Linked DNA regions of Mus musculus: regions 1 and 3 are each linked to region 2. A link is a contact called in public Hi-C and promoter capture Hi-C data. All regions are on one chromosome and are shown on one strand. Each heading gives the region's core, a stretch centred on a gene start, on an enhancer-like site or on the middle of the called end of the contact. The rest is flanking DNA. Distances are from core to core; before and after follow the strand shown.

Region 1 (3,130 bases), core at 65-2,564, 190 kb before region 2:
GTGTCTGAGTTTCCACTCTGTTGTGGAGACACTGAACTTCACAATAGGGAAAAGTTCTTTGTCTCCCAGGATCTGTCTAGAAACCTAACATGAGGACAGGAACTTGAATACCCACAAAAATATTCCCCTTTCAGGACTCTAGGATTCAACTGGAAGGCAAAAGGCTAAGCTTTAACAATCCTGGCAATTTCCCACCTCCCTCTGTCTACCAGCGAGAGTTCACCAAATGGTCCTTGCCATGGGGGGAGAGAAAATATTCCTTCAACAATAGCCACCAATGTTAAAATGCTGAGCTGCAATTACAGCTCAAGGAGATGCCCAGCTGGAAATATTTGAAAGAATTTTGATACCCAGTGGAAAACTCTGGAAAGGTTCTGAGGTTAAAGGTCACGTGTGTAGCCTTAAAAACTATGCGTGACAGAGTTGTTTTTCCATCAACACATGGCAGGTGAGTCGTGGACATTACATCTGCCTCCTCAGGGAGCTGACAAAATGTCAGGACTCTATGCCCAGCTTAGCCTAGCCATCACTCACTTTCAGACCTTGTACAAACAGTTTCAAGTCTCCCAGCCCTTCCTTTCCATTCAGGCTGTTTTTGAAGTTAAACAAAGTCATTGACCATCACAAAGAAAATATTCAAAGCATTGTATGGGAAGAGGGGTGTGCAAAATGCGACCGTTTACTTTGCTATGTTTGGATTACAAACAAATATTCACACCTGTGGTAGGCCTCTGACTGATGAAGAACCTAGCAAACTATTTGAGACAAACACAATTTCATACTTTTCATGACTGCAAGTCTATTCCACAGTCTACTGCCAAGACGGAAGAATTAAAGTACCAAGGAGAGAAAGTGAAGCGGTCGGTGGGTCCTAAACCGCAGGCAGCAACTTGCCAAACTGGTTGAACTCTGCCACTGCTCTGCGGAAGCATTTCATGTCTAGATTCTCCAATCTTGCTTGGAAAGAAGGTAGGGGGATCTTTAAAGTAGCATTAAGAGCATCAATAGTCTCAAGGGAGACCAGAGAGAGAGGTGGTGAATACTCTTCCCACAGTGTTCAGGCCAAGTGTGACAAGCTGAACCAAGCATCGAGGTCAGGAAAGCCAGCGTTATCATTTCAGTAAACAGTATGGCCTAAAGAAGCCACACGATGGGTTTCCTTGCTGTTAACGGCGGTCAACCCAGTGGCATAGTAACTCCATAGTACCCAAATATTGATTGGGTTGCCAACACCCACTTCAGAGGTGACTGGCTGACTACATAGAGACAGCACCTGTCAACAAACAAAGGAGTCCTTCGCGGCTTCACTCCTTCAGCTAAGTGCATCTTCTCAAGAGAGCTTCAAAGGCAATTACCTGGCTATTTTTAGAGCCATTCGGGATACCGTCTCCTTGACGTTTCTCTCGAAGATCTGTGCAGAGTTATTTACTGAACTTTAATTTCCTGGAATTCAGGGTTGGCTTAGGGACTAAGTTATTTGCTCACTGTTGCCAACTGGTAGCCAGACACAGTGGCAGACGAGGACCCACAAGGCTCCGCCCTCATGTGATGACTGAGTTTGTTGGGTGGTCCCTGTCTTCTCATAGCTTCTTTGCCCACAGATTTCCCTGGGAGGTCCCAGAGGCAAATGTATTATTTGGTGGATGTAGAGAAAAAATACGTCAAAGCTATTTTCCTAGATGAAGCTTGATACATTTGTGGGAGTAGCCAAGTTGCCTCCTGATTAAATACTGTAACAATTAAAGCAGGAGACAAGGGGTTCCAAGGAAGCCAAGACAATTGCACAACGAGGTTCATTTTATTATTCCAGCTCCTTTGATAACAGAGTTAAAGGTTCCCAGGTCAGCAGAGTGGTTGTTGCCCGGGCAGCATGTTCAACATTCTATAAAGCACAACAATGTTATTTGTGTTTAGAAAACCATCTGGGGTATGGGAGTGTCATTTACCTTAACTGTCCTCTAGAAATTGAGGAAGGTTGTGGGCATTGCTGTGTCCCTTCTCACATTTGTTGCCATTCCAATTTCCATTCTTCAAAATATCACCATGGGGTATTCCCATGCCCAGGTCACGAATTCATCATATCCTTGCATAACCTCACTTCAAACCCTAACACATTGGTACTAAACTTTCAAACTAAAATTAGGCCTGTGGGTGTTCCCTTCTTCCTGTCGACAAGGGCAAGACCCACCAGACACAAAGGCACTTTGTGGCCTGTCCCAAAGAACGTGTGCTTGAGACTGTATCAGCATTTGTCGGCTGTGGAGTGTCTGCTAGAGAAGGGATGAGGCCCGAATGATAGCAAATGTACCAGGGATCCGGGTCTAAAGAAGGGTTAGCTTCCATCAGGGTGAGAAATCATGTACTGCTGACTTTTACCCTTAAGGAGCGCTGTGGAGTTACGTTCAATTGCTTATTGGGGGGTTGACTCAGAGTTTTGTACCTGCTGGGCAAATGTTCTACTGCCGTGCTTTGCCCCATCCCAGCTACCAAAATTCTGAAGGGGAGGCTAGAAGAGAATACAGTAGATTTAGTACCACTCCTCAGGCTTGGTGTTGTGGGCCAGGGAATAGTTCCTGGATGTTTTCTTTAAGATATTGACTGTCTTTGACCTCTATTTACTAGGAATAGACACACACACACACATACACGTTATGACCATCAAAATGTCTCTAAACAGGGTCAAATCCCCCCCACAATATAACCCCAAATTGAGAAGCATTTGTGCTAAATTTTATATCAACTTGACAGAAATTAGAATCATCCAAAAAGAGGAAACCTTAATTGAGAAAATGTCTCCATCAGATTACCTGTAAGTAAGTCTTTAGGACATTTTCTTGATTGATGATTACTATGGGAGGTCCCAGTCCATTGTGGGAGCTGCCATCCTTGGGCAGGTGGTCCTCTGTGGTGTAAGAAAGCAGGGGAGGAGCAAACCATGGGGAGCCATCCACTAGGTAGCATTCTGTTGTCTCTGCCTCAGCTCTTGCCTTCACTTCCTGCCCTTATTTCCCTCAATGATCATCTGTGATCAGGACATGTAACCCAAATGAACCCTTTCTTCCCCAAGGTCTTAGTGGCTCTGGTATTTTTATCACAGCAATAGAAAGCAAGCTGACACAGTACTGGTCTA
Region 2 (2,895 bases), core at 114-2,613:
TGGTTTAAAAAAAAAGCAAAACTTGAGGGACAGCCACGTTTAGCATCAAATCGTATTTCTTGAATATGTCAAACATGTAATGAAATCCCTTTAACTGTTCGGTGTTTTTCTTCCCGATGAACAGCGTTCCTACTCCCTTTCTATAAAGCCTAAGTTAGATTTAACCGTGCTGGAACAAATGTTTTCCAGAAGACTCCAGCGCCTTAGTTTCCCTGACCCTGTGTGCAGTTCGGACATCAGCAAGTCAAACCGCCCAGAGGCGGCAGATATGTATTACAGTGCTAATCTCTTCCCCCCGCCCCCCCGCCCCACTCCATTAAGTGTGTGTGTGTTCGCGCGCGTGTGCTCGCCTATGTCCAAGCACTGTTTCACATGGCGGCTATCAATCTATTCTGATCCGTGTTTGCCAAACTAACAGGTTCTCTCTCTCTCTCTCTCTCTCTCTCTCTCTCTCTCTCTCTCTCTCTCTCTCTCTCCTCTCTCCCTCCCCCCACCTCTCTCACTGTCTATAAAGAGCACGTCACGGATAATTTCTTGGAAATTGTATTTTAAAGGCACTGATTTTCAATAACAAAACACACCACCACAGCAACCCCCTTTATCCAAGTCCAGAGCACTTCCCGAACTATCCTTCAACTAACTAGGGGCGGGGAAGTGGGCGTGCCCTCAAGATTCAATTTCTGCAGCACACAGTCATTTCGGTAGTCAAGGACACATTTCTGGATTAAAGATATCAAGAAGAACGAGTGTGGAGCACAGATGGGAAAGGGGGCCCCACCTCTGAGGAAATAGCTGAGAAACTCATGAAAGCAAGTTTTAAATCTTTTTTTTTTTTCTTTTGCAAGGCACCTGAAAAAGGGTGCTCGTTTGCTGTAAATCCACCATGATGTTTTTAGTTTAGGAGAGCAGAATAAACCTTGGGTCCAGATAGCTCCCAAACCCGTGGATTACAAACTTTCTCTCTTCTCCTAGGCTCAATGGACCGAAGCTTAGGCCACTTTTCCAGATTCTGGTACTTGGTAGCCAAAACCCTACAAGTCTCCTTTAAGAGGAGGCAGCACGCCTCTCCTTTTCCCCGCCCCGTCCCCGCCTTTCACACCTTGGGTGGGAAAAGCGAGCGGAGGCGGGACCTCAGGGAGCGAGCGCTCTTATGGGTTAGGACGCCAAAAAGGCGCTCCAGGAGCCAATGAGCAACGGGCAGGGCGGGGCGTAATGCTGTAGCCCTGCAGCCAACGTGGGCCGATCTGCGCCCCGGGGCCCCATCGGAGGGGTGTGTGAGGGCGAGCAGCCGGGGCGGGGCCTGGGGCCGCGGGGCTGGACCGCGGAGCGGCTGGCCGCTGATTGTTCGCAGCGCTGAGGCACGGTGCGCTCCGGCCGCTCCGGGACGGGCAGGCGCGTGGGGTCCACGGCTATCATCAGCTCAGCGCCCTCAGTGAGATGCCCGCCCGCGCCACGCGCAGAGGCCGAGGCTAAGCGTTTTCAGTCCTCAGAGGCGGCGGCTCTCGGCGTGCGCCCGAGCTCTGAAGGCGACTCTCAGCGCGGCGGGAAGGACGAGCAGCGGCGGCCGGGCACTCACTGCGGGACTCCACAGAGTTCGCCGCGCGCGGGGCTCGGCCCGGATGGGCGCGGGGGTGGCGGTCCCCGCAGGGTGCTGCGAAGCGGCCCGGGCAGAGCGTGCCGGCTGAGCGCCGCGGCCCCGGAGCCGACTGGAGTCGGGCGTCCATGTCCCGGCGCGGAGCCTAGCTCCGAGCGCAGCCCGCGCCCGCGGCCGCCCGCACCTCGCAGCCCTCGCTCCCCGGCTTCGCGGCGCGTTCCAGACAAGATGGCGCGGCCCGGTCCGGGAGTGCTCGGAGCCCCGCGCCTTGCGCCTCGCCTTCTGCTCTGGCTGCTCTTGCTGCTACTGCAATGGCCGGAGTCAGCGGGCGCCCAGGCTGGCCCGCGGGCCCCCTGCGCGGCCGCCTGCACTTGCGCCGGGGACTCGCTGGACTGCAGTGGGCGCGGGCTGGCGACGCTGCCCCGGGACCTGCCCTCCTGGACGCGCAGCCTGTGAGTATCGCCTTTGCCTCTCGTCCGGGCGCTGTCACTAAGACGGGGCTGCTGGTGTGCTCAGCCGGAGAGGGTGCGGAGTGCGCTCTGTGGGCTGGGGAGACTTGTGGGTGGCCGAGTGGAGGTCACGCGTGGGAGCTCGGGAGAGAGGACTCTGCTTCTGGGGTTTGAAGGTGAGCGTGATTCTGGAGGAGCCTGCCTTGCGGCGAGCGTGTGTTGTGGAGAGGATGCAGGACATGAGTGATCCTGTAAGGGTGATCGAGTGTGCCTCGTGAAGTCTGGAAGTCAGCGAGTGTGGGCCGTGGAGGTGAGCCACCGGTTTGTGATTTGAAACTGAGTGAGAGTGCTGTGGAGCGCGAAATATGTGTGTGTGTAGAGTGGAGGTGAGCGAATTTGTGTGCATGTGAGACGGACGCAATGGCAGAGTGTAGGAGCCTGTGTTGGGATTGGGATCCATGGCTGTATCTTTTCTCCTGTGCTGTATGTAACCCAGCCCTTAGGTGTCTTGAGTTCCCTCAACTTACCTTCAGTTGGTAATGAATGACAGTGACTCACATCTCCAGGGTTCATGCTATTTATACTGTGTATTAGTGAGTATGTGTTGCAGTCTCCTGATCACCAGACAATCGTGGTGGCTTGACTTGGCATTGGCCAGGGCAAAAGGGACCCTGTCCTGAAGAAGCCAGGAGTTGAGAAGCTTTGAGACAGTTCTTGGAGATGTCTGAGTGTGGCTGTTAGCTCTTTTCCGCATGGCTGGCAAGTACAGGAACTGTGTTCCAGATCCCTTCCTGTCTGTTCCCTGGGGTCCCCTTGGGCTTGATCCACTGGGGCTGGGTCTGCTCCTACCCT
Region 3 (3,076 bases), core at 49-2,548, 140 kb before region 2:
GGGACTTTGAATTCCACGATTTTGCAAGGATTTTTAGTATCACAGAAATATGGCAGCCTTTCCCACATAGCATTTGCATTTTACCACTACCCAACAATGTCCGTCCTCCACAAGGATAAATGTTGGAATTGTGAAGATCTTGAAGTTAGCTATTGAGGGTTCACTGTTTTGGTTCCTTACAAAGGGGACTATTTGCCTTCATCACTGTAGTATCTAACCCCCAACACCTAATAGCCATTTAATACACGTCAATTGAATGAGTAAAATATGGATACCTCTGACCCCTTCGCTCAACCTCTACATGTTTTTTTAAAGTCTTATCTTCAGAAAGTGCTTGTGACTTTTCATCAGCACCAATGAAATCTATAGCAAAAATAACCCTTGAGGGTCTAGAAAGGTGGTTCCCTGGGTCAAGTGCTGGCCACACAAGCTAAGTTCAAATACCCAGAACCCCCACAAAGCCAAGCATGGTAGCATGCACGTCTGTAATCCCAGCATTCCTACAAAGAGATGGGAGGTAGAGACAAGAGGATCCTGGGAAATGCACTGGCCAGATAGCCTAGCACACACAGTGAAAAACCATCAGAGACTCCATCTCAAACAAGGTAGAAAGTTAAAACTCTCTGTAGATTGTATACACAAATATAAACACGATCACTGCACACACATACATACACACTCACACTCACGCTCATGTGCTTGCGTGAAAACCATTGACATCCTATGTGGTAAAGCAGTTTCCATATTCTGGTCTTTATTTCCCTTTCTAACCCCCACACTCCCCACACTCCCTACACCCCCACCCCTGCTCCCCAATTCCCAATCCTGCTTTTAGGAAAGGAGGAAAACTGAAAACAAGAAAAAGAAAATGAAGATAAAGTGACTTGCAGTGAATGCCTCAGACTCCAAAGCCACCAAACTTTTCCCCTCTGACTGCTATAGCCTAGCCCTTTTTTATTTTTATTTTTTTAAATCAAGGGGGAAACTAAGAAAGGAATCGCCCTTTCATCTGTTTTCAGAAGTCATGAGGTTACGTCACTGGAAGGAGAAAAATGTTCAGACACTCTGGGAGTCAGGCACAAAGAAAAGCTTCCTCCGAGTTAGGATGCACCTGCTTACTGAGCAGGTTCTAGCTCCTGCATCTGGGGCTGAGGGGTTTAGCCAGCCAGGGAATGCAGCTGTTTACTTTAGAAAAAATGTTTACACTGTAAATACCCCATGGTATTATGCCTGGTGTACAAAAATTCCAGTTCCAGAGAAAATACATAAATCTGACCTTGATGGGGCTAGCCCAGCCAGCCCCATGCTTAGCAAATGCTCAGCGTTTTTCTCTGTGGAAGCAGATGGCTTTGCCCTGTGGACTTTGGAATCCTCTCTCTCTTTTTTCTTTCTTTCTTTTTTTTCAGAAGTCCTTCATTTCTCAGAATAATTGAGAGCAAGCCAGTTCTTCCAGGTGCCTTGAGAACAATGAAAAACTATTAGTCACCTGGGAAATTTCCTCTTTATTTTTAAATGAGACTCCATGGAATGAACTGCTTCAAGCAGCTTTTGCACTATCGGTGAATAAGGTGATTTTATGGTCATACTTAATGAACCAGATTCGGTGGATATGGTTATCTTGTTTCACGGAACAGGGGTGTGTTTGATACCTTTCTTTTTCTTTCTTTGAGCAACTTAAGGGAAAAGAGGTGTATTTCTTTTCAAGGTTGAAAGAATACAGTTCATCATGGCTTGGCCCTTGCTGTCCATAGGTAGCTACAAACACTGCAGCGGGATACAGGAAGTACATGCAGTGAGACCCAACCAGAGATGGGCTATCACCTTAAAGCCTGTCCCTATTTGTGTGTGTCTAGCAGTTATGCCACAAGTACCAAAAGTTTCATCACATACCAAATAGCCTCCTCAGTTAGGGACCTCCTAGTCACATACCACATAAGCCTGGAAGGGACATTTGAGATCCAACCAGGAGAGGCCTTCAGCAACCAGAAGCGGGAGTTCTAAACAAATAAAACAACAATCAGTGAAGTTGCAGGATCAGAATGAAAACCTCTGTAACAAGGATTGTGGGTTGAGTCCCGCCCCATACCCCAGTTATTGTCACCCACCTGATCACGATCTCAGCTGGAAAGTGAATTAAAGTAGGGTCTCTTTGTTCCAATAAAACTCCAAATCAAAATTCAAACTGAAAGTCAGTCAACCCTAAACCAAAAGACCCAACTAATTACTCAAACCTTTGCTGTTCTGACAGTTTCCTTCTTTACAACTCCTTCCCTTTGTTACTTTAATTTCTTCCCCCTCAAAAAAAAAAGAATAGTTGTAATTTATGGCTAGGAGGAGTAACTGATTGCTGCTGGCAAGTTAACTGAAGGGGCCAATTGTTCCATAAGGCAAGACTCAGAAGGCTTGGAGCCATTCACCCGAAAAGACTGATGTGTGAAAGGGCAAAGCATGGTCCCTCCATTGTGTGACCCAGAGTTTTCCTGTTTGCTTCCAAATTCCTTAAGGTAACCTGGTGTGCTATAGGCCAAGCCCTGGGGACAGTGCAGAAAGCCAGAGGTGTGTGCTCCACACTCCCATCAGGGTCAGCTTCCTGGCCACAAAGGCTGCCTGTTCACATTTGTTGGCATGATCAAGACCTTTTACATGATTGTCAAGACATGCAACAAACCACCCACTTTGCTATATGTTGTGTGTCCTGAATGGCCCCAGGCCCCACTGTGTTCCAGCTAGGGATGAAGTCAGGATGACACATGGGATGTCCTCCCTGAAACCCATACACACCTGACACTCTGAAGTGTTCTAGGAACTCAGGCTTTGTGTATATTGTGTGTGTTTCACCAACCCTAACGGTGTGGTGTTGTGTTGCTGCAGACCACAGCTCTGTTTTGCCAAAACTTGTCTGCTTTCTCCTACAGGCTCACACCAACATTCTCCTGCTGTGCCAGCCACCATGGTCACCTATAGATAAGGACTCACATAAACCAGGGACTAGATTCTGCCTACAAAAAAAGAGCCTGCTCTGCTTCAGGGTTTAGTCATCTGATCCGAAACCACATTGTGTGTCCTTCTATGTTCA

The links. Promoter capture Hi-C pulls out the DNA fragments that hold promoters and counts their contacts. A called contact is a pair of places that touch in the nucleus more often than the background predicts.
Region 1: a contact with region 2 is called in a promoter capture Hi-C map of cranial neural crest. The contact joins the enhancer-like site here to the promoter of Lrig1 in region 2. A contact is called at or near these places in 4 of 39 promoter capture datasets (3T3-L1-derived adipocytes, cranial neural crest, liver and 1 more), 2 of 484 Hi-C or Micro-C datasets (the HL-1 cell line and olfactory sensory neurons) and 2 of 115 datasets of contacts at active chromatin or transcription factors (craniofacial prominence and pancreatic cancer cells).
Region 3: a Hi-C map of uterus shows a contact between it and region 2, with 2.9 times the contacts expected there. The contact joins the enhancer-like site here to the promoter of Lrig1 in region 2. A contact is called at or near these places in 3 of 39 promoter capture datasets (3T3-L1-derived adipocytes, cranial neural crest and liver), 1 of 484 Hi-C or Micro-C datasets (uterus) and 5 of 115 datasets of contacts at active chromatin or transcription factors (craniofacial prominence, embryonic limb bud, embryonic stem cells and 2 more).

The regions. Positions count from the first base shown.
Region 1 is chr6:94,887,670-94,890,799 of GRCm38.p6, reverse strand. No RefSeq gene overlaps it. Among named protein-coding and RNA genes, the nearest start is that of 4930511E03Rik, 55 kb to the left of the region's middle. Within about 2 kb of position 1,314, at least 11 of the 459 cell types and tissues checked have an H3K27ac peak or open chromatin away from gene starts, as enhancers often do.
Region 2 is chr6:94,698,613-94,701,507 of GRCm38.p6, reverse strand. Lrig1 (leucine-rich repeats and immunoglobulin-like domains 1) reads left to right here and starts at 1,363. Exons shown (of 19, transcript NM_008377.2): 1 at 1,363-2,046. The coding sequence starts at 1,823.
Region 3 is chr6:94,834,108-94,837,183 of GRCm38.p6, reverse strand. No RefSeq gene overlaps it. Among named protein-coding and RNA genes, the nearest start is that of 4930511E03Rik, 110 kb to the left of the region's middle. Within about 2 kb of position 1,298, at least 10 of the 459 cell types and tissues checked have an H3K27ac peak or open chromatin away from gene starts, as enhancers often do. A contact at or near this core is called in uterus, where this site is marked.